Linked DNA regions of Ovis aries: region 1 is linked to region 2. A link is a contact called in public Hi-C data. All regions are on one chromosome and are shown on one strand. The core of a region is the stretch at or near the end of the contact, and the rest is flanking DNA. Distances in the headings are between cores, read along the strand shown. Region 1 holds the start of SFT2D3 (SFT2 domain containing 3). Region 2 holds the start of POLR2D (RNA polymerase II subunit D).

Region 1 (3,759 bases), core at 880-3,379, 170 kb before region 2:
TTCAGGAGCCAATTTTATGAGCCCAATTCTTGTGTCCTCTCATATCCAGAAAAGCACTCAACTAGTGACAACTGCTCATGACTAGCAGAAACCTTTTACAAAAAAAAAAATATATATATATATATATATATATATATATATGCTTATTTCCATATTTCCCCTTCAGCAAAATCACATATATACTGACCTTCACCCTACCTCTTTGGAAGTTTCTCAGAGCTATCTGAGATACTCTCTTCCAGGCTATAGTCCTCACACTTTGCCCCAAATAAAACTTCATTCACAACTCTCACATTGTGTACTTTTTTTAAGTTGGCAGTTGAGATTCCCATATCACCCAGTTACCTCACCATCAACTAATCAACAATAATTGTGCATGAGCTCACCATGCACCCTGTGACTAGTTCCAGAAACCTGCCCCGGAAAGCCACTGGGGAGTTCAGGTCATGTGAGTAAGGTGCTTGGCACCCTACAATAAACACAATACTTTCCTCCACCACAATCCAGGGTCAGCAGATTGGCTTTGCTGCACATCGGGCAAGTGGAACCAAGTTTGCATGTTCAGTAACAATAGTCAAGATCCAACCAGGAAAACAAAGTATTAAAGGGAATAATTTAATGGGGGGAAACTGGTTACACAGGTAACAAGAAAACTGAAAAGTCAGACATGACAAGAGCAGGAACTCATTAATACTGATCTCGTCATAAAGGACTAAGGAGGCTCACCAGCCATCAGCTGGAGTTGTGCAGGGGAAGCCAGGACCAAGGGAGTGAGGGGAGCTAGTACAGACAAAAGAAACAGACACAGGGCGATACCCTCTCTTCTCCTGCAGTGGCTCCAAAGTCAGCGACAGAAGATAGCCTACCGCGCTCAGCCCTGCCTCCCATTCCCAGCGCTTCCGGGGCAAGTAAATCAAAGACCTGTACAAGAATACACTGCACTAGTACCTAACTGGGTTGCACTCTACATCCCAAACAGACTTCCATGCCATCGTATTTAAATTCACAATAGACACTTTAAAAATGGGTTTTTCAACCGAAGGCTTCAACTTCTACAAAGGCTTTCAAGCACCTTTACTGCACTCAAATCCGACAGCTGTGTGAATCAGGTCAACGTCCGTTTGCGTGACTTTGCTGTAGCCTTCCAGGTCCAAAGAAAAGGGAGACGAGAGAGAACTTGTCCTCAAGCTGCTGGCACTGCTTTGCACAAACTTTCACAATTGGGATAGATAAGAACTCTGAGAAAGTGCACCTCAGTGAGAGATGTAAACAAGAGGTGCAGCTTACTCTGAATGTCTGAGAACAGGAATTAGCCAAGCAGAAACCAGAGAGCAGGGAAACCAGAAGTCCTAGCAGACACCCAGATGGCTGTGACCTGCATAACAAGCCAAGGAACTTCAAGGAGGTTCTGAAAAGAGAAAGATCAGAAATTAACCGAGCCGTGAACAAGCGCTTCAGAATTATCTGATGGGTCAGGAAACCTGTACCCAGAGGTGCATCAGGAGCATGACAATGTGGGCCAAAAATATACATATATGACCTGGGGCTTGAAACAATATTGCCAGACCTATGGTGAAACGGGTAAGAGAAGAGAAGCTCATCAGTGGGAGTAGGCGGCTAACTCTGCTTCAGCTCTGTAGCATTACCAAAGAAACCACTTATGACCTGCTGCGTGAGCTTCTTAAAAAATTAAATTAAAAATTAAATTATAGATTAGCGTAGTTTAAGACCGTAAACCCTTTCCCCATTTCCCCTCAATGGCCAAATATTGGAAAACTACAGCACAGAATCACGACACTGATATCCATAAAGTCAAGACACACAAGTTTCTTTCATTTATAGCCACACGAGCTCACTCCCCTCAACTAACTTCTAATGAGGTTATAATTCACCCAAGCCCTGCCAGCGCCTACAGCGGACACCGAAGAAAGGTATCCTGATGCTACACGCAGGGACACAGCCGCGGTCTCAGCGAAAGTGCCTGTTGAGACCACGAAGGCAGCAGAACCACAAGCCCCGCCCCTTCCGTCCAGGAGGACTGACAGCCGCCCGAGGTCCGAGCAGTTTCCAAAGCCGAGCGAGTAGAGCCGGAAGTGGGCGGCAGCCGCAGGCCCCCCCCGCCGCCGCCACTTCGCGGAAGCCTCCATCAAACATGGCGGACCTCAACCGCCAGCTGCAGGAATATCTGGCGCAGGGGAAGGCGGGCGGCCCGGCGGCCGCGGAGCCACTGCTCGCCGCGGGAGAGGCGAAGGAGCCCGCGGCGGAGGCCGGGGCGTGGCTGAGCCGCGCGGGCCTGCGCTGGACGTGGACACAGAGCCCCGCGGAGCCGGCGGCGGGACAGGCGTGCCTGCCCAGCGTGACGCGCACTCAGCGGCTGGCGGCGAGTGGCGTGTGCCTGCTGCTGGCTGCGCTCTGCTTCGGCCTGGCCGCACTCTACGCGCCTGTGCTGCTGCTGCGCGCCCGGAAGTTCGCGCTGCTGTGGTCGCTGGGCTCGGCGCTGGCACTAGCGGGAGGCACACTACTGCGCGGCGGCGCAGCGTGTGGACGCCTGCTGCGCGGCGAGGAGGCGCCCTCGCGGCCCGCGCTGCTCTACGTGGTCGCGCTAGGCGCGACGCTGTACGCCGCGCTGTGTCTGCGGAGTACGTTGCTCACAGCGCTGGGCGCCTGCGCACAAGTCGCCGCACTGCTGGCCGCGTTGCTGGGCGTGCTTCCCCGCGGCGCGGGCACCGCTCTGCGCATCACGCTCGGGCGCTTGGGCCCGGGCGCCGCCCTCGCCAAGGCGCTCCCCGTTTGAGGCCCGCGGCCCGCGCCGTCGGAAGGACGCAGAATCCGTCCCCAGGATGCGCCACCGAGAGGACACGGGCAACCAGCTCTAGGCCCAGAGCCAGCCAAACCAAGGACTGCGCCTGTCCGTTCCCAGACCGCCCGGGGTAGAAGCTGCTCCTTTACTGTGCCAGCGAACTGTAAACTGAGACACGAGCAGTTTGGGAAGCTCCTCGATTTCAGCCTTTTGTGCTACACTCGGCAGGAAGTGCTGTGAAAACCAGATTTTGTTTTGAGTTGGTGATAACGCTATGAAACATTAGTGATAAATTGCTTTTGCGTTAACCGTGGTCTTAGATTACACAGTAAAACAAGAAAAAATAGCTTTTCCGTTTTGATTGACTGCCCTTATTTTCCCGGATTTCTTTCGCGTTTTGTCACCTAAGAAAATCCAGGGGTAGATCGCAGTAGCTTAGTGCCAGTAAACGTGCTTTCTTTAGCTCTTGGAAGTTTTTTCCCTTATTCTTCAACGTGAGTATCCACAGGAGATAGCAGATTAAATGCTGACTTTAGCCACTGGAATTTTTTCAAGTGCTTTAGTTAATACGGTTTATCTGTTTTCTTATTTTAGTGAAATTGTTAACATGATGTCTTATAAAATTAAAGGACAGTTGTTTCTGCATTACATAAGGAAACCAGGGACCAAGAAGCATGGTATCCAGTAAGGTGCACGTAAATGCTCAGAGGTCCATGGACAGTACTCAGCTAAGGAAACACCTGGGAGACAGGAAGATAATTCCACATCCAGTTATCTACTGGATGGAAACCATGGATTTCCACAAGGTCTAGTTTTTCATTCCTAATTTTATGATGTGCTTTTGAACCCATAGTTTACACTTTATATTCTGATCTTAATGGAATGTAAGGTGCTTTTCATATCTAATTGCCAAATTTTCTTCTTTTAGATTTAGCACCTTGGTCTAGGACTTACCTTAA
Region 2 (4,254 bases), core at 408-2,907:
ACTGGTTTATCATGAAATTCAGAAAACCACCTACCTCTCAGTTATCACACCTTAAAAAAGAAAACAAACATACATGTCCATTACGCCTACACCGTCTGTGACGCTGTCCTCGGAAATATTTCACCATGAGTCTATGACATACAATACTGAAAGCAATCTCTATACACATTAATAAATAGAATTATGGTACAACCATTAAGCGGGCTTCCCTGGTGGCTTAGTGGTAAAGAATCCACCTGCCAATGCAGGAGAGGCCTGATCCCTTGGTGGGGAAGATCCCCTGGAGAAGATGGCAACCCACTCCTGTATTCTTGCCTGGGAAATTCCATGGACAGAGGAGCCTGGTGGGCTACAGTCCAAAGGATTGCAAAACAGTTGACACAACAACTTCGCGACTGAACACCATCACCACCCATCAAGTACTATCTAGTCCTTTAAAAGAATAGAACAGTTCTACAAAATTTATGATTTCTATAGCATAATCCTATTTTTGCAAAGAATGAAGGGTATAAGTATATACTTAAAAATAAGCATGGTTTGGAAGGATAAACACTATTTATAGTTGTTTGGGTGAAAAGGTGTGGACTTTAAGGTTTTACTCTGCATATATTAGTGGCAATTTTTTTTTAAAAGACAGGTACTGTTAAAGTTTTCCCCACTTTGTTGTTACTGTTCACTGACTTCGTGTTTTTCAGTACCTGTAAGATATATGTTGAAGTCTTAAGCTACTTATTTTGGGTTTTTAAATTACACATTAAGTCCATCACACAGCACAGAATCCCTGATAGCAAACAGTGCTTTACTCGCTGCCATCTGACAAAGATTCTCTTCTCTCATAACCAAGCTCTGGCCAGGCTCCTGTGCGCCCTTTTCACGACTAGGACTCAAGGTTGTTCCACAAAGACTTGAAGAAAACACTAACACGATTTCTAACAGCTCAAGGCTGCATCCCTGGGATGACTCTAGCTCCTTTACAGTGGCTGCTTATGAAAACTGAAGGCTGTCAAAATAATTTGTTTGTTCCTGACAACATCTGAAGATAGGGCCCTTGTCTCACAGCCCAGGGCGAAGGGTGTTGGGAAGGAAGGAGCCTAACCCCATAACCACCAGTTAACAAATCCAAATGAGCTTCAAACGGACCAACCCCCGCTTCTCGTAATTTTTCACTTCCCTGACTCTTTGTGAGGCCCTGCTCACCCCTCTCCCTATTCCTTCATTCTCCCTTTAAAACGCCCAGTCACCTTTGCACAAATCCAAGTCTAGATGATTCCACGCTTCACGCTTTTCCCTACTGCGATAGTATATTAATGATTAAAACGTGCCATTACCCCTTTAGTGTTGGCTTTATCTTTGACACAACCGTCCAGCACTTCCTAGTTTATGGACTAAAACAACTTAAACACGAACAAGAGGCCCCCCGGGGCGATGTGGAGTTGGGGGCCGACGGCTCCAGCGCTGCCGGTGTGGACTCCAGCTGGCCAGTTCCCGCGGAACCGTGCCCAGACCGCCCGCACCCTCCTCCTCCGCGCCCTTCGCCACGCCTGCCCAGGCCGCACCTTTGGGAAAGATGAGTTGTGATGCGTCCTCCTCTACATCTCCAGAGCGCGGATCGTTCCCGCCCGCCGCCATCCTCTCGCCGAGAACCAGTACCCACGCTGTCGGAAGCGGAAGCTCCTTCCGGTCGCCGCCACGGAAGGGGCGTGTTCTTGCAGACGGGGCGGGGCCCCACTGAAGGTGGGCGGGCCGCGATGGGTAGGCGAGACAACCGCGGGGTGGGCGGGGCCAAGGGACCTAGCGGCCTCGGGCGCAAGCGGGGAGGGGCCAGAGCGGTGGGGTCTTGCAGGTCTCTGGAAGTGCCGCGACGGGGTGGCGCATCCTGCGGCCGCGGCAGGAGAAAACCGTCACTTTCTTCAACAGTAGGTCCTTCGCTGCGAGTCGTGGGGACTGCTCAGTTGGCATTTCTGAGCCTCAGCTATCTCACCTGTGAAGTGTGGATGAGGATACCGCTTTCCAGGGCGCAGGGGAAGGATTAGATGGGAGGCAGGAACGCGCAGACCGACCCAAGGATCTCTAGTTGATGGGAAGCTGGGTAGGTGACTCTGAAAACATTCAGTGTAATTCCTCCAATGCCTCAAAGCATTTAAAATGTTTGATTTGTAGTGGATTTTTTCCAATACTTCTGAACATGGAATAGTGGATAGTGATATTGAGAAGCCTGTTGGAACATTTGGGTGATACTTCGAGTAAGCAAGCAAATGAAAAATGATTCTGTTTCCAACTTGAGAGAAAACAGATGGTTGTACAATGCAGAAAATAACCATAGTGCACTGCTTGGCTCAGGAATGAACCGTCTATAAGTATATAAACTGTTCACAAAAAATGACGATATTACCAGACAAGGGTATGCATCTGTATTCCTTTAATTTATAATTCCTTTAAATTATAATTTATAAAAGTTAATTTGCCTTGTGTATGTGTTTCCAAAAGAAATGTATCAGGTGAATTAATGGTAGGTCGTATAGTGCTGGCAGAGCTTATTACTGCTTCAAAGTGCTTTCCTACACAGTTCATTAGAGCTGCAGGCCAATGCCCAGAGGAGTCTGGGAACATGCCCCAGCTGGGTATGGGATAGTCTTTGAGCTCAGTGTAGGCCCCCTTCTCCCATCTATCCATCCAACAGGCTTTTGCAGAGCACCTACCTACTACTTAACTGGACCTTAACATTTGCTGGCCCCAGTACTAGCCACATAACTAACACACAGCAGGAAGAGAAGGCAACAGAAGAGAGAACAGCAAATAATCCACACTGATGTTTCACAGGCTGTTTTGCCCACATTTTCATTCAGGAAACCATTATAAACACGTAAGTGCAAGGCCCTGAATTTAAAATGAATCAGTCCTAGAGCCGTACCCAAGAGGAGCTCACTAGGAGTAGCTGATGGAAGGTTTGGACTTAACTTCCATCGTAAAAGAGAGCGACAGAAGATACAGAGAAAGAGATCATTAAGTTCCTCAAGAGCTACTATGGTTCTTTGTACTGTATTGGCTCAGAGTCAAATTCTTCAACCAGCCCAGTGAGTGCCTTTCAAAGGCAGATATTCAAGCCAAGGTCACAGACTAGATTTATCTGGAAGCAGATTTAGAGCAGACTTGGAGCACCTCCTCCATCCTTACAAGAACTCTGATTTCTGACCACATGGTTAACATTTCTCACAACAGAAAGGTTAAAATGGCAAATTTTATGTTATATGTGAGTCCATGGGGTCAGAGAGTCAGATGTGACTAACACTTCTATATTTTACTACCACAAAAAAACAACAAAAAAGACATGGATTTCCATGCCGTTTAACTACAGGTGGTATTATAAATATGAAATACTACTCTAGAACCGTAGTTTCTCTTGAAGGAACAAAATTCCTCTCACTCCGGAGTTATTATCCCAGTCTGTTTAATCAGTTGTAATCTATTTCCAAAATCATCATCTAATCTTGATAATGTACACCTGTGGCCAAGTATCAGGGATTTGGATCTGGGTATCTTAAAAAAAAAAATTACATCCATGCAAATAGTTTCCGCCGAAGACTAACACTATCGGTATATGAATGTAAAGTTTGAAGTTATTCCTTGCTATTTTTTCCACACATCTTACGCCTTCTGGGCCATCCAAAACTAAGAAATATTTTCCTTTAGGTCAGACCACACAATGTCCCAGGGTCACTGCTGAGTTAGTTGACCTCATGAATTATCTTAAATTTGAGCATTTCCCCACGACCCCCTTTCAGGTTGTAGCTTTCTGGGAAAGGTCAGCTTCATTGGAAAGTCTAAGAACTATGAATCTTAGTTCAGAAAATTTGGCTCTTAAAAAACCAGTGGTACTGCTATCAACCACAAAAAAATATAAAAATGAAAGGTTATTGGAGATCAACACCATACAAAAACATGCAGGCTGAATAAATATGATCTGGTTGGCTATCTCTAAATAATGACTATTCAAAAATAACTATTACTACTATCTACTATTCAAAAAAAAAAAAAGACAAGACAAAGAACAATTTTTACCCATTATGATTTATTCTCTACAATACTTTGTTAAAGAGTTCAATGATTTGCACTCAGAAGTTATATAGCCAAGAGGCAACCAAGTGTAATACAAAGAATTGGTCTAAAGTCTTTGCACTGAAGGCCATACAAAGTCTCTTGCTTCAGGGAAGTAAGAATGAAAATAAACAAAAAGAACAAATAGCTCCCTAGGTT

Evidence for each region. Hi-C and Micro-C count contacts between places; a contact is called where the count stands out from the background.
Region 1: a Hi-C map of liver shows a contact between it and region 2, with 2.0 times the contacts expected there. The contact joins the promoter of SFT2D3 here to the promoter of POLR2D in region 2. A contact is called at or near these places in 2 of 16 Hi-C or Micro-C datasets (liver and tail adipose tissue).

What each region holds. Positions count from the first base shown.
Region 1 is chr2:117,787,221-117,790,979 of ARS-UI_Ramb_v3.0, reverse strand. It overlaps SFT2D3 (SFT2 domain containing 3), which reads left to right and starts at 2,129. Exons shown (of 1, transcript XM_042243598.1): 1 at 2,129-3,146. The coding sequence starts at 2,153. The coding sequence ends at 2,794.
Region 2 is chr2:117,614,370-117,618,623 of ARS-UI_Ramb_v3.0, reverse strand. POLR2D (RNA polymerase II subunit D) reads right to left here and starts at 1,657. Exons shown (of 4, transcript XM_004004488.6): 1 at 1,557-1,657. The coding sequence starts at 1,629. It overlaps AMMECR1L (AMMECR1 like), which reads right to left. Exons shown (of 7, transcript XM_042243593.2): 7 at 4,053-4,254.